3 separate regions of the Mus musculus genome follow, and regions 1 and 3 are each linked to region 2. Evidence: chromatin contacts called from public HiChIP or PLAC-seq and promoter capture Hi-C data. All regions are on one chromosome and are shown on one strand. The core of a region is the stretch at or near the end of the contact, and the rest is flanking DNA. Distances in the headings are between cores, read along the strand shown. Region 1 holds the start of Scpep1 (serine carboxypeptidase 1). Region 2 holds the start of 2210416O15Rik (RIKEN cDNA 2210416O15 gene). Region 3 has its middle 28 kb from the start of 4930556N13Rik.

Region 1 (4,467 bases), core at 1,499-3,998, 860 kb before region 2:
AAATCCTTCTGCCCTTCAGTGGCTGTCAGCTCACAGCAATAGTAAGTAATACACTCTCTCTGGAGACCTGAGAAGTCAGCAGGGCTGTTTCCCAGGGAGACTGCAGAGGGCAGGACCCAGGCTACTTACCATACTATACAGGTAAGGTCCCCAGGACAGCACTGAATCTAAAGAAAACCAGATGGATACAAATTAGCTATATCTTTCCAAAAAAATACCCCACAATGGCTTCCCTTCTAAGCACAAAGGGACAGGAGCAAGAAACCCAGTGACTTTGAGGGGAAACACTCCAGAGAACCCTAGTGTCCAAGCAGGAATGGCTGACATCTCAGTGGCTGGAAGATGTTCTTCCTGCCAATTCTAAGGTCCAATGCCAGGCGTGTTGGCACACGCCTTTAATCCCAGCACCTGGGAGGCAGAGGCAGGCGGATTTCTGAGTTCGAGTCCAGCCTGGTCTACAAAGTGAGTTCCAGGACAGCCAGGGCTATACAGAGAAACCCTGTCTCAAAAAAACAACCAACCAACCAACCAACCAAAAAAAAAAAAAACAAAAAACAAAAAACAAAAAAAACAAAAAGAACCCCAAATAAACAAACAAACAAAAAAGCTAATCTTTTCTATATTTTATTATGAAAAAATCCAAACATAGAAAATTTGAACTTTTTTGCTGCAAAACACTCTGTGGCTCATAGTCTACCACTAATATCAAACTACAATACTTTATTTTTATCTATTCATGTATTCATTCTTTCTCTTGAGATGGAGGTCTTGCTCTGCAGCCCAGGTTAGAGAAAAACCTCATGGAAATTCTTTAGCTGCAGGCTTCTGAGAACAAGGCACATAGTACAGCCTCTGGTGGTTAAGTGTGTTTGGCTCTGATCATAAAGAACATGGAAAGCTGGGCGTGGTGGCGCATGCCTTTAATCCCAGCACTCGGCAGGCAGAGGCAGGCGGATTTCTGAGTTCGAGGCCAGCCTGGTCTACAGAGTGAGTTCCAGGACAGCCAGGGCTATATAGAGAAACCCAGTCTTGAAAAAAAAAACAAAAAACAAAAAACAAAAACAAAACCAAAAAAAAGGCTAGATTTTTCAGGCATTTGGCCCCACTCATGTTGGAGCAGGAGAAAAGTAGACAGCAGACTCCCACTTCTCTGCAGCCCTGCCCTCAGTGGCAACGTAGGACACAGGATACGCACTACACTTTCTAGAAGCTATAAAATCTACAGGTTGCAAAGAAAAACATTTCTGCTGATGCATAGGAGGCATGGGGGAGGATAAAAACCTGAGTCAGGGACACATTCTTTGTTCTTGCTTTCTTTTGTGAGTTTGTTATCTTAAAACAAAGTTTGCAGAGACAAAAGTCACTTCCAGGTAGCTCTTGCTGTTGCTTGGCTCTGTGAGGTGACTCAGTACCCCTAAAATATTCCGTAAAATAAAAATTTATCTTCAGACAGACATATCATACACACACACCTCTGCAGTCCATGTTTTCTTCAAATTCCTCTCCACAAGCCCTTGATACCTTCTTTTAAATAACTGCTTTGAAGATAGTATATCACACACAGTGATGTTGACCATGCTATCAAGAGAGAAAAAGTCCACTTTTTTTTTGCTGTGTTTAAAATACATAACCAAAAGTTATAGGATCTATATAGTAATTTTTTATGAATTACTAGTATATTAATGACACATGTGATTTGATAATAATATTTTCGATTCACTTTATCTATGTGAGCGTTTTGCCTGCAGGCTTATATATGCATCATATGTATGCTTGAGGAAGTGCCAGATCCCCTGGATCATGAGATGTGGAGTTCTGAATCTGTACGCCACCATGTGGGTCTTGGGAACCAAACTTGGGTCCTTTGGAAGAGCAACAATGCCCTTAACCCCTGAGCCACCACTTCAAAGTAATGGGTTTCTGAAAATAGAATCTAGACTCTTTCTTTCTCTCTTCTTTTCTTTCTTTCTTTCTTTCTTTCTTTCTCTCTCTCTCTCTCTCTCTCTCTCTCTCTCTCTCTCTTTTTCTTTCTTTCTTTCTGTTTTTTTTTTTTTTTTTTTTTTTTTTTTTTTTTGAGACAGGGTTTCTCTGTGTAGCCCTGGCTGTCCTTGAACTCACTCTGTAAACCAGGCTGGCTTGGAACTCAGAAATCCACCTGACTTTGCCTCCCAAGAGCTGAAATTAAAGGTGTGCGCCACCACTGCCCAGCTCTAGTCTTAAAAGACCTGCTGGTTCGTGCTTTAATCTGACTTCATCTTTTCAGATGCAATTTTTTAAAATTCTAGGCCTGAGACTATGGAGATGGCTCAGTAATTTAAGAGCACTTGTTGGTTTTCCAGAGGACTCAAATTCAGTTCCCAGCATCTGCACCGGCCACTCAAAAAGCCCTGTAACCCTAGCTCCAGAGAAACCCACTCCTTCTGCATAAACCCACACATGTGGCATATACATTCATACACACATATGCACATAAAATAATAAAAACAAGTCTTAAAAGATAAAACATAAGCCTTTTGTCGGAGAAGACAAACACGGGCCGGGCTGAGGGGATGGTGGTTATCCAGTTGTAGTTTTCTCAATTCTTCCCTACTTAGTAACCAAGGTCAGATGACATATTAACTGCCTCCTTTGTAGCACCTCCCTCGAGAGCCCTTTGTAGGAGGTCCTGGGTGGGTCCGACCGGCAGAGGGAGCGCGGAATCCTTAGGAGTGTCAGGGCCCACTTAGGCTCCGCCCCTGACTCCGCCCAGTCCCCGCGCAAGCCGTCACGCGATGGCCTTTGGCTCCTGCCTGTTGCTGATGTTGCGGCGGGGTTTTCATCATGGAGCTCTCGCGGCGGATCTGTCTCGTGCGACTGTGGCTGCTGCTCCTATCGTTCTTACTGGGCTTCAGCGCGGGTAGGTTCGTGAGAAAGACGCACCAACGGTGGGTGCCTCCTTCTCGAATTTGTTGATGCGTTCGCGTTTTTCTTTTTCTTTTTTTTAAAACACATTTCTTTCTCCCGCTTCTTCCCTTGAGAAATTTATATTGTTTCTGAACCTCTTAATTTTTATTTGTGTCTTAATTCAAAGTGCCTTTTCCTGCCCCTTCCTGATGCAGGGTGATTCCTGGAGATGGAAGTGTTTGTACAGAAACGTATGGTTTCAGGAAATTGCTGATGAGTGAGACTTCACGGTCTAAAGGCCACCTCCCCTTTCTCCTGTGGTTAGCTGCCTAGTGACGTTTTAGGGTCATTTGATTGAGCTGAGATTGGAGGCCAAAGAGACCTCTACAAATCCTTGCTTTGAAACAAAGCCTGCCACCTCTGCTGGTTTAGAAGAGACAAAATATCAGCTGACTGCTCTGGCCTATTTTTGGGCAAAAAAGAATTTTGTTTTGTGGAATGACTTGCAAATTGGCACATTTTCTTTCTTTCTTTTCTTCTCGTTTTTTTCCTTTTTTTCTTTTTGTTTGTTTTTCCAGACAGGTTTTTTTCTGTGTAGCCTTGGCTGTCCTGGAACTCTCTCCATAGACTAGGCTGGCCTCGGACTCTTACCTACCAAGTGTCTGGATTAACTCTCACTTTATTAAAGGAAAAAAATATATTTTGTCTTGCCTCCATGTCTGTCTGTGTACTACTTGTATGCCTGGTGCTCTGAGAAGTCAGAAGAGGGCTTTGGATCTCAGGAAAGCGAAGGTACAGAAGTTGTGAGCTGCCATGTGAATTCTGGGAATTAAACCCAGGTCCTCTGGAAGAGCAAGACAGTGAGAAAGTGATCTTACCAGCTGAGCCATCTTTCCAGCCTTTTAATTTAATTTCTTTCTTTCTTTCTTTCTTTTTTAATTTGTTTTGTGAGTGTCAAAGGGTGTGTGTGTGTGTGTGTAGTCAGAGGACAACACGGAGAAGTCAGTTTTTCTATGATGTAGCTCCCTGTGACTGAACTAAGGGTGCCAGGCTTGGTGGCCACTGTCTTTTATCTCCTGAGTCATCTCACCACCCCTGATTTTCAGTCTTTTTTTTTTTTTCAAAGATTTATTTATTTTATGTATATGAGTACACTGTAGCTGTGCAGATAGTTGTGAGCCATCGTGTGGTTGTTGGGAATTGAACTCAGGACCTCTGCTCGCTCCATCCAGCCCTGTTCACCCCATCCCAAAGATTTATTTATTATTATATGTAAGTACACTGTAGCTGTCTTTAGACACGCCAGAAGAGGGTGTCAGATCTCATTACAGATGGTTGTGAGCCATCACTTTCAGCACTTGGGACTTGAACTCAGGACCTCTGGAAGAGCAGTCAGTGCGCTTAACCACTGAGCCACCTCTTCAGCCCCACCCCTTATGTTTTAACAGGAGTTTGTACCAGGGAAGGGAGAAAAACACCAGGGTTTACATTATGAGGGACTTGAGCCTTATCAGTCATTTCCAAGGGAACTCTAATTTCATGTTATTTTATAGATACAGCCACACCCGTAATTTTTCAGCCTGT
Region 2 (4,051 bases), core at 321-2,820:
TGGCCGGCGACCACCCCTCGGATCGCGGCCCCGGGATCCTCCGCACGCTCCCTGTGCCCAGGACCAGGAACGAGGCGGGCAGCGGCGGAGGGAGGGCGGCCGGGGACCTGCCGCGGGCTCCCGGGCAGCCTTGGCCACCGCGCGAGGACTCAAACTCGCGACGGCCCGGCCCTCGCGGCCGCGCCTCGGCGATGCTCCCGGGGAAGGTGGGGCCACCGGGCCGGGGTGGAGCGCGGCGCCCGCGAGCTCGCGCTAGGGGCGGCGAGAGCGAATCGGGGTCTTACCGAGCACCGCACGCGCGTCCGCTCCCGCGGGGCCGCTGGGGTCGGGCGGCGGGGGAGGGGCGCGGTCCCGCGGCGGCAGCGGCAGCCCGGCTTGGTGGCGCGGCGGCGCGGCTGGGCGCCGGGAGGCGGAGAAAGCGAGGCGAGGCCGGCTTCCTAGCGGCGGGCGGCGAGAAATGCAGCTGTCCCTGCGAAGCTGCCGGCGGGGCCACAAGTGGGGCGCGCGGGGAGGAGCGGGGCTGCGCGCGCGGCGGGGCTCAGGCTGCGACACCCCCAGACCCTCTCCCCAGGACTGGAAGCAGGAATAGGGATCCCGAGGCCAATGCGGTTGCGCAGGATACGGGGCAAGGGGAGAGGGATAAGGGGCAAGGGGCCTCTGAGGACACTGGGACAGTCTCCTCTGTGCATTCCTGCACAGACCGCTCCTCTTGAGGACTTGTGATCTTCCCTTTATGGCCCGGTGTGATGCGCTTGGGCTCTGCCGACTTGGGAAGCACCTTAAGGGGTTGTTAAAGCAAGGAGACCTGAGACGTGGGAAATTTGGGAAAGAGGGGGACCTAAATGCAAGGCTGACCTGAGAGTTTGCAGACATACACGAGGAGCCACTAGTGAGGGCTGTAGAAGATGCACGAACCTCTCTGGGCTTGGGGACATCAGGAGTGTGGGAAAGTGGCAGCTCTGCGGAGTTAGAGTTCAGGAAATAAAATGTAATATTGAGGCCAGAGGAAATCGTGAAGTTGATTAGGAAAATCAAAGTTACCACCCACTAACATCTTATCTCCACCCAGCATTCGCCATTACTTCAAAGGCTTCTGAGCCTCGATAAGGGATTCCACAAACGTTTTAATAAACGGTCGATCAACTGGTTAATTTTCCAAGTGGTTTGGTTTTGTGCACTAATTTGGAGATGAGAAAAGGGAACAGAGGGAATGATGGAAGAGCCTGCCCATTTGTGTGTGGAGCCCTGCACACAGCCCTCTCCTCTTCCGAAGACTTACAATCTTTGCTGAGAAGTCTGGGCATGCTCACCCAAGAGACATCTGATGGTGAAAATCACAAACCAAGGCCCCAGAGTCTCCATCCTTTGCTTGTCAAGGGTAATTTCTTCAGCGAGGTGGAATCTGAGGATACCCTGGGAGAAACCCCACCTCTGAGAATCCCTTGTTCCCTTCGGCCCCTCTGCCCATGCCCCTTCACCCGGCTTCCGGGAACCCTCACACTATCAGGACCCCACGTGAAAAATTCTGACTCTGAAGTCCTCCGATGTGGCTGCTGACTGAGATGTCACCAAGCGCTCAGGATTTATCCTCTCGGCCAGTAAAGCCTAGATGATGGTATCGAGTTTGTCACTTTATACTGTAGTGTTAACTTCACCTGTCACTTTTCTGCTTATTGGCAGAATCTTTCTCTAATCTGTCCCAGTCACTTTGACATTTCAGGACTTGGGGTTGGGGTGGGGGCTACCAATCTGGAGATTTTCCTGTTTGTGCGTGCCTCTAGGATGCTTATGAAATGTATTTTCATTCAAGTCGTTAGCAAAGCCAGCTAGTCGCTGTGATTGTCACCCTTGAAGTAGCCTGTCTGTGAGCTTTTCAATGTCCTCCTTTGGGGTCGATTCCGGAAGCAGCTTCCCAGTCCTGCCTCCCTACACCCCCACCCCCACCTCCACCCCTGCTTCTCATACCCAGAGCAACTTCACTCTCCCCTACTGCTGCTCTGAGCACCTAGAGGCTCAGGTTAGGTTCTCTTGCAACCCAGCCCCTCTTATCTGCTGCCTGCCTCAGGTCTCCAGCATCAGGTCCCTTGGAGATCTCATGGAGGCTAACAACAAACTCAAAACCATTCCTCCCTCATCTAAACGCCACCTCTTGGCACAGAGGCTAACCAGCTCAGTCCCTGCCCTCCCTCTTCCTGGGTATTCTGTTGCTCTCCAGCTGTAGCCATCCTTCCTTCCCTTTCCCCTACTTCTTCCCACAGCTGCTGCCTGGCTCCAGCCCCTGTGCTCTGCTCTCCACAGCTGGTGAGAGACCCGTCCTGCTCTCTAGCCAAACTTCCTGCCTGCTTCAGAGAACTCCAATCCGTTCTTTCTTTCCACCGTCCCCTTTCTGCTTCAAGCCTACCAACACTTCAAGATGCCCCCTTTTAAACTAATCCTGTCCTGATCCTGCCCTGCCCGCAAGCCATCGCCCTAGTAATGTCATCTCATCCGAAGTAGACTTCCTCTAAAATGGAGACGCATATCTCTTACTTGTTCCAGCCTCATTCTAGCTTTTCTTTCCTGCGGTCTGGCCTTCTTCCCCAGTCATCCCAGGAGCTACACTCTGTGGGAGGCCCTGGCAGGAACCTGGTTGTCTAAACCCATGAACCTCCTGCTTACCCCACTTCTTGGCTCTGATACAACCCCAGGTGCTTTTAAGGCTTCTTTGAAATTTCTCCCACCCCACAGATTGCCCATCCTACAAGGTTTCCCCAACAACCCCCACGCTTCTTCAGTAGCCTTCTCTAGCACCCAATTCCTTCCTGCTCTTCCAACAAACTAGGTCCTAGGATGTGTTCACAGAGGTTAATAGTTTTCAGTGGGCACCAAACTTTAGGACTTCTTCAACCTGCTACATGACTTTGGGGCCAGGCACTTAACTCTCTGTGCCTCAGGTCCCTTACTTGTGCTGATTAAGGTCTAGTTCATTTAATGTATTTGGGTGTTTTGCCTGCATTCACATGTGTGCCTAAAGAAGGCATCAGATCCCCTGGAACTGGAGTTACAGATGGTTGTGAGCCATCATGTGGATGCTGAGAATCAAACCCAGGTCCTCTGGAAGAGCATCCAGTGATGTTTAACACAGAGTACAAGTTGGCAAGGTATGTTTAGGGCCATTTCAAAAATTTCTGGAATCTGTTCTAATCCCAAGCAAAAATCCACTTAATATTTCTTGAGACAGGATCTCAACTACATAACACTGGCTGTTCTGAAATTCACTGTGTAGACCAGACCTATCTCAAACTCCCAGGGATCCACCCACATATGCCCAATGAGTGCTGGGATTAAAGGCCGCTGCCACTATGCCTAGTTTCATTTAATACTGTCTATGAAAGTCAAGTCAGCAACCTCCAACAGCAATTTTTTTAAAAAATCAAACACTCTAACAAATAACAGTGATTTGATCCATTCTTGGGAGTGACAAATTAAAACTCTTTGTTTTCTATAATTAAACTACTTTGATTCTATTTAAAAAAAAAAAAAACAGGAAACTTTGCATATAAAGAATGCAACTCTTTTTTTTTTTTTCCCCCGAGACAGGGTTTCTCTGTACAGCCCTGGCTGTCCTGGAACTCACTCTGTAGACCAGGCTGGCCTCGAACTCAGAAATCTGCCTGCCTCTGCCTTCCGAGTACTGGGATTAAAGGCGTGCGCCACCACTGCCCGGCAGAATGCAACTCTTAATGTATAATAAATATTCTTGAATTCCAGCCAATGTGATTCTGGGTGTATTAGCTGGATTTTGTTTTTGTTTTTTTGTTTTCTGCGGTGATATTGGTGATGTGAAATGTGTGTGTTGTATGTTCAGAACAAAGTCTCTGTTGAAGCGTGGATACGACACGCGTGAATGCTGCCAGAAAAGGCTCAGGTTCATTGAGTGTTTGATTTCAAATTAATTTTGGGTCACTGCATTCAGAAACCTTTTACTATTTCCAAAAATTGTGTAACCTTCGCATTCAGTTATGCAACCCAATCTGGGGCTGTGGCCTACAGTGTGAGAAGGTGAGCACGG
Region 3 (4,496 bases), core at 1,783-4,282, 720 kb before region 2:
TAAATTCCCGAGTAACTTGGGCCACATAAGCACAAGCCACTGCACCTGGATATTGATCTTCATTTTAATCACTCGGAGTCTGTTCCTTTGTTCATCAAAGGTTGAGGTCCTTCCCAGGGCTTCGATGGTCCACACTGGTTGTGTATTAACACTTAACTTGAAATCGGCCAAATTGAGCAGACTTAACTGGTCTGAGATGAAGTTATTCACTAAGAGATGATTAAACATTATTACCATTTGGGGGCTGGAGAGCTTGTTTAGCCGTAAAGAATGCTGCTCTTTTGGAGGACTAGAGTCAGGTTCTTAGCATCTACGCTGGGCAGCTAACAACTGCCTGTAACCCCAAACTACAGAAGGGTTGATGCTTCTGGCCCCTGTGGCTACTCACATGCACATATACATACAGACACACAGAATAAAAAATCCGTATTTTAAAAGATTAGTATTTGGGGGTGTGCATGTGCTACATACATAGCTCAGTAAAGTTACTGCTTGTACAAGTGTGAGAATCTCGACCTCAGAATCCACATAAAAAAATCAGTGGTTAAGATCATGTGCTCTTGGAGAGGCCCTGGGTTCAGTTCCCAGTGCTCACATCGGGTGGCTCTTAGCCACCTGGAAGTCAGTTCCAGGGGATCTGACGTCTCTGGCCCCGGAGGACACAGCACTCATATGCACTATTACCTTTAGGATATTACCTCCCCATTGTTACCTTTAGATCATAATAAGTGCAAGGGAGTCTGGAGAGTAGAATGTGATGCCTTCTCAAATATGCACATATCCCAGATGACCTTCAAAAGGTGAGCATAGGATGGATCTTGGGTCCCAGAGTTCCCCTGTGCCCTGTTCAGTCTAGTTTAGTTTCCAATATCAGATCTCATGTAGCCTATGCTGCTGGCTTTGAGTTCCCCATGTCAGTGGTGATCTTGGACTTCTGATCTTTCCATCTTCACAAGTGCTCAGAGCACAGCCATTTACCACCATGCCCAGCTACACAGGGCCACGGGCCAAATTTAGGTCTTCTTCCATGGTAGGCAAGTTCTCTACTAACCAAACCACATTCCTGGCTCCTCCTTTGCCACAAAAGTGATCATTTATGTAGATGGGTATTTTATTTTGCCTGCGAGCATAATCTGTGTATCTCGTGCCTGCCTGGTGCTTGAAGAAGTCAGAAGAGGGAGTCAGGACCCCTGGAACTGGGTTCCAGATGCTTGGCAGCTGCCATGTACGTTCTGGGAACTCAAACCTGGACCCCTTGGGAGAACGGCCAGTGATGCTTTGAACCACTGTGGCACCTCTGCAGCCCCGCCCCTTTGATGTTTAACGGGAGGCTAATGAGCATGCATTGTCACGAGTCTGAGTATGGCTCAGATTGTTTCTGTTGGATAGTGCTAGGTAGGGAACAGGGTTCTGAGGTCACCGCCCTGCAGGCTGTCTCACAGTAGAGGCTCAAGCGTTTGCTACAATTTATTTATAATGCTTGCAAGTGGCTGGGCCCAGGCCCACTGAACCAGAGATTCTTAAGAATGGGACTTTGAAACCTACATTTTTTTTTCAATCCTGGGGTGGGGCAAATACAGGCCTTCACGCGTGTTCTATCGCTAGGCTACATCGCCAGCCCTTTTTACATTTTTATTTTGAGACAGTTTTCCAAGCTGGCCTTAAACTCAAGCCATAGTCCAGGTAGCTGAGGCAGGCCTTGAACTTGTGACCCTGTCTTTTCCTTTTTCTCTGAGTTTTAAAATAGAAGAATAACCGTAAACAGCTTTCTTCTTCCCTTCCTTCTCTTCCTTCTCCATCATCCCTCTTTTTTTTTTTTTTTTTTTTTTTTTTTTTTTGAGACAAGGTTTTTCTGTGTATCCTGGAACTTGCTCTGTAGACCAGGCTAGCCTCAAACTCACAGAGGTCCACCTGCCTCTGCTCCCCTGGTGCTGGAATTAAAGTTGTCCGTCAGCACCCCCTGGTTGACTTTGAGCTTTCAACCTTCCCATTTCGATCTCCCAACTGCCAGGCTGGGATTACAGGTGTGACCACTATATCCAGTTCAGGTCATGCTGGAGAGAGAACCTAGGGTTCCGAGTGTGCTCTGATAAGTTCTCCCCAACAGCCACGTCCTCAGGGTTGTCCAGTTACTTCTAAAGTGGTGTGCTTCCCCCTGGGTTGAGACAACATGGAATCCTTGGGTCCTGGTTTGGGGTTAGAGCTAATTATTGTGTGATCTGGGTGATGGCCTGCTGTCTGCCATGTGTGCAGTGTTGTGCCTTAGGTCAGATGTATCTGGGGGACAGTTATCAAAATCAGGGTGTGCAGTTTCGTTTCAAAACACCCAGTTTCCTGTTTCATTTCATCCATATTCGGCAGGGCATAGTTTGTAATGGTCTTATTCAGAGGGTGGAAAGAGAGCATTTAAACAGTAAAAGGCCCACCTTAAGAAGTAGAGTCGTAAAAGAGAATGGTTTTTGAAGTGTTTAAAGGAGTGGAATGAAGTCTTGTGCACTCCACAGGGCAGACTGCTGCTATTGTGGTCTATGTCCACTAGATGGCACCACAGCACAAGCTACTACGGGTATCCCCTCCCTTTGCCTCATCCCAGAAAACAGGTTCTCCAAGCACTTGTCTCAGTATTAAACTTAACAGGAATGCAAATCCCCAGCTCATACCCGAGACTTACTGACCGAGAACCGTGTAGCACTTTGTCCACGTAGTTTAGATGCAGACTTAAGTTTGAGAGCCACTGTCCTAGAATCAACCTTGGGGTAGCTTGGGAAGATACCTGTAGTACGCCAAAAGCGCTTGCTGGGGAGGGAATGAGGAGGTGCGTGGGGGGCGGGGCGGGGTGAGGAGGGGAGGGAGGGTGGAAGACAGTCAATGGTGCAGGTATATTTAGTGCCAAGGAGCTGCTCCAAAATCAGAGAGCTGATATGGACTAGGGGGCAAGACTGGATTTCTCCCAAGTCGGGGAAGTAGAGGAGAGAAAAGAGGGCTCTTCAAAGAGATCCCCTCCCTTAGGGCGCCAGATCATGGGCTAGGAGCTGAATCATAGGCTGAGTTCTCTGCCGGGAGCCCCAGGGCAGCTGTGTCCTCATTGTGGCTGTTCATCTCAGCCTGTTCTGAAATTTCACCAACCTACTACTGTGTTAATGGATTGAAATCTTGCAACCCTCCCAAGACGACCCAGGAAAATGGATGCTAAGAATCAAAAAGAAGCTTGAGACGGGGTGGGAAAATCACTAGTGAATTAAAACCTTATTTTTGTCTTTTCGATCCTATCTGTACCCTCAGGGAAGGCCAGTGCAGAATGAATTCATCTCTCTCTCTCTTTTTTTTTTTTTACACAAAAATTCCTTTTGCAGGTCGCAGCTGAGGCTTCACAGGGGCGACATACCATGCAAATATGTATTTTTTTTTCAGTTATGATGTATACAGTTTTTAGTTTGATTTATTTTTGGTGTCAGAAACAAAATGGAAGTTAGCTCTTTAAAAATGAGTGTGGCTGGCTGAATAAATAAATAATATGCTCTTGGCCAGTACCTGCCAGTACCTCCTTAATTGCCCATTGATTCTTTAATTCTCTGCCTTTCACCATCTACGAAATTAAGAGGCCACAGAGCATGGAGATGTCTTTTGCCAAACAACTAAAAGAATCAGAGGTTTTCGAAGGTCTGGTTCTTCCTGGGGGGCTTTTACCTAGCATTGAGGGGCACAAGTTACCCAAGGATGGAAGCCTGGTGTCCTGCTTGGACCCTTCCCAGGCTTCTGTACCGTCACTTGGCTTTCCAGCCACAAACATGTACTGTGTCCACTCTGGCGGGCCACCAGTGGCAGCAGGGACCCGGTTGTCCCTCCTCGTGGTCTCTGGAGGTTGGGTGGTCTGTCATGGTCTCTCTCCAGCAAACGCTGCCGTTCAGAGTGTTCACACTCCTCCGATAGCCCCAACCACGGGTCCTGGGAGCTGGCTGCCTCCTTTCTGCCAGGGGAGATGTTCCAGGAAGCTCTCCTTTATCCCATTTCTGGAACCACCAACCAATCTCCCCTCCCTCGGAAGTCTCCTGGCATCTATCTAGCCTCCTCTTCTCCCTTTCCTTCCCGTCAAGGCACAGAGGCCTGTGTTCTCATCGCAGGCTGTCTCCTAGGACCCTTCTCCAGGGTGCACTCTTCCTCAGGATGCTACCCTGCAACGCCTTCCTCCAGGGCATGGCTCTGAGCATTCACACCCCTCTGTAAGCTGCTACACCGGGTGGGGTAAGGACAGGTCGTGCCAGCTGCTTCTCTGTAGAAGTCTCTTAAATGGGTCTGCTTCCATGGTCTAGGGTGGGGCCCTCTCTGTTTCTCTGGGTTCATAGGACTCGTCATTTCTTCCACCCTGGAGACACAATGCCAGTTGCCTCTGCCTTTCTCCTATCCTGGAGTCTCCATGAATGCGTACTTGGTTACTGTTGGTGTCCCCATGAGAACGTCTACTCTGGGCTGGGAGCCCAGGCAAGGATACCCCGCCG

The links. HiChIP or PLAC-seq counts read pairs in DNA pulled down with a chosen protein or histone mark. Capture Hi-C pulls out chosen DNA fragments and counts their contacts.
Region 1: a contact with region 2 is called in a promoter capture Hi-C map of adipose tissue. The contact joins the promoter of Scpep1 here to the promoter of 2210416O15Rik in region 2. A contact is called at or near these places in 4 of 115 datasets of contacts at active chromatin or transcription factors (embryonic basal ganglia, embryonic forebrain, forebrain and 1 more) and 1 of 9 other capture datasets (adipose tissue).
Region 3: an H3K27ac HiChIP or PLAC-seq map of stem cell-derived neural progenitor cells shows a contact between it and region 2, with 5 times the contacts expected there. The contact joins the enhancer-like site here to the promoter of 2210416O15Rik in region 2. A contact is called at or near these places in 2 of 39 promoter capture datasets (the C10 cell line and liver), 2 of 15 datasets of contacts at CTCF or cohesin (embryonic stem cells and large pre-B cells), 1 of 484 Hi-C or Micro-C datasets (reprogramming fibroblasts), 11 of 115 datasets of contacts at active chromatin or transcription factors (astrocytes, craniofacial prominence, embryonic basal ganglia and 7 more) and 1 of 9 other capture datasets (embryonic stem cells).

Annotation. Positions count from the first base shown.
Region 1 is chr11:88,953,723-88,958,189 of GRCm38.p6, reverse strand. It overlaps Scpep1 (serine carboxypeptidase 1), which reads left to right and starts at 2,748. Exons shown (of 13, transcript NM_029023.3): 1 at 2,748-2,896. The coding sequence starts at 2,821.
Region 2 is chr11:88,095,577-88,099,627 of GRCm38.p6, reverse strand. 2210416O15Rik (RIKEN cDNA 2210416O15 gene) reads right to left here and starts at 1,570. Exons shown (of 4, transcript NR_045499.1): 1 at 1,500-1,570; 2 at 1,311-1,413; 3 at 876-959; 4 at 1-766. It overlaps Cuedc1 (CUE domain containing 1), which reads right to left and starts at 482. Exons shown (of 11, transcript NM_198013.3): 1 at 285-482.
Region 3 is chr11:88,821,282-88,825,777 of GRCm38.p6, reverse strand. No RefSeq gene overlaps it. Among named protein-coding and RNA genes, the nearest start is that of 4930556N13Rik, 28 kb to the left of the region's middle. Within about 2 kb of position 3,032, at least 52 of the 459 cell types and tissues checked have an H3K27ac peak or open chromatin away from gene starts, as enhancers often do. A contact at or near this core is called in pancreatic cancer cells and stem cell-derived neural progenitor cells, where this site is marked.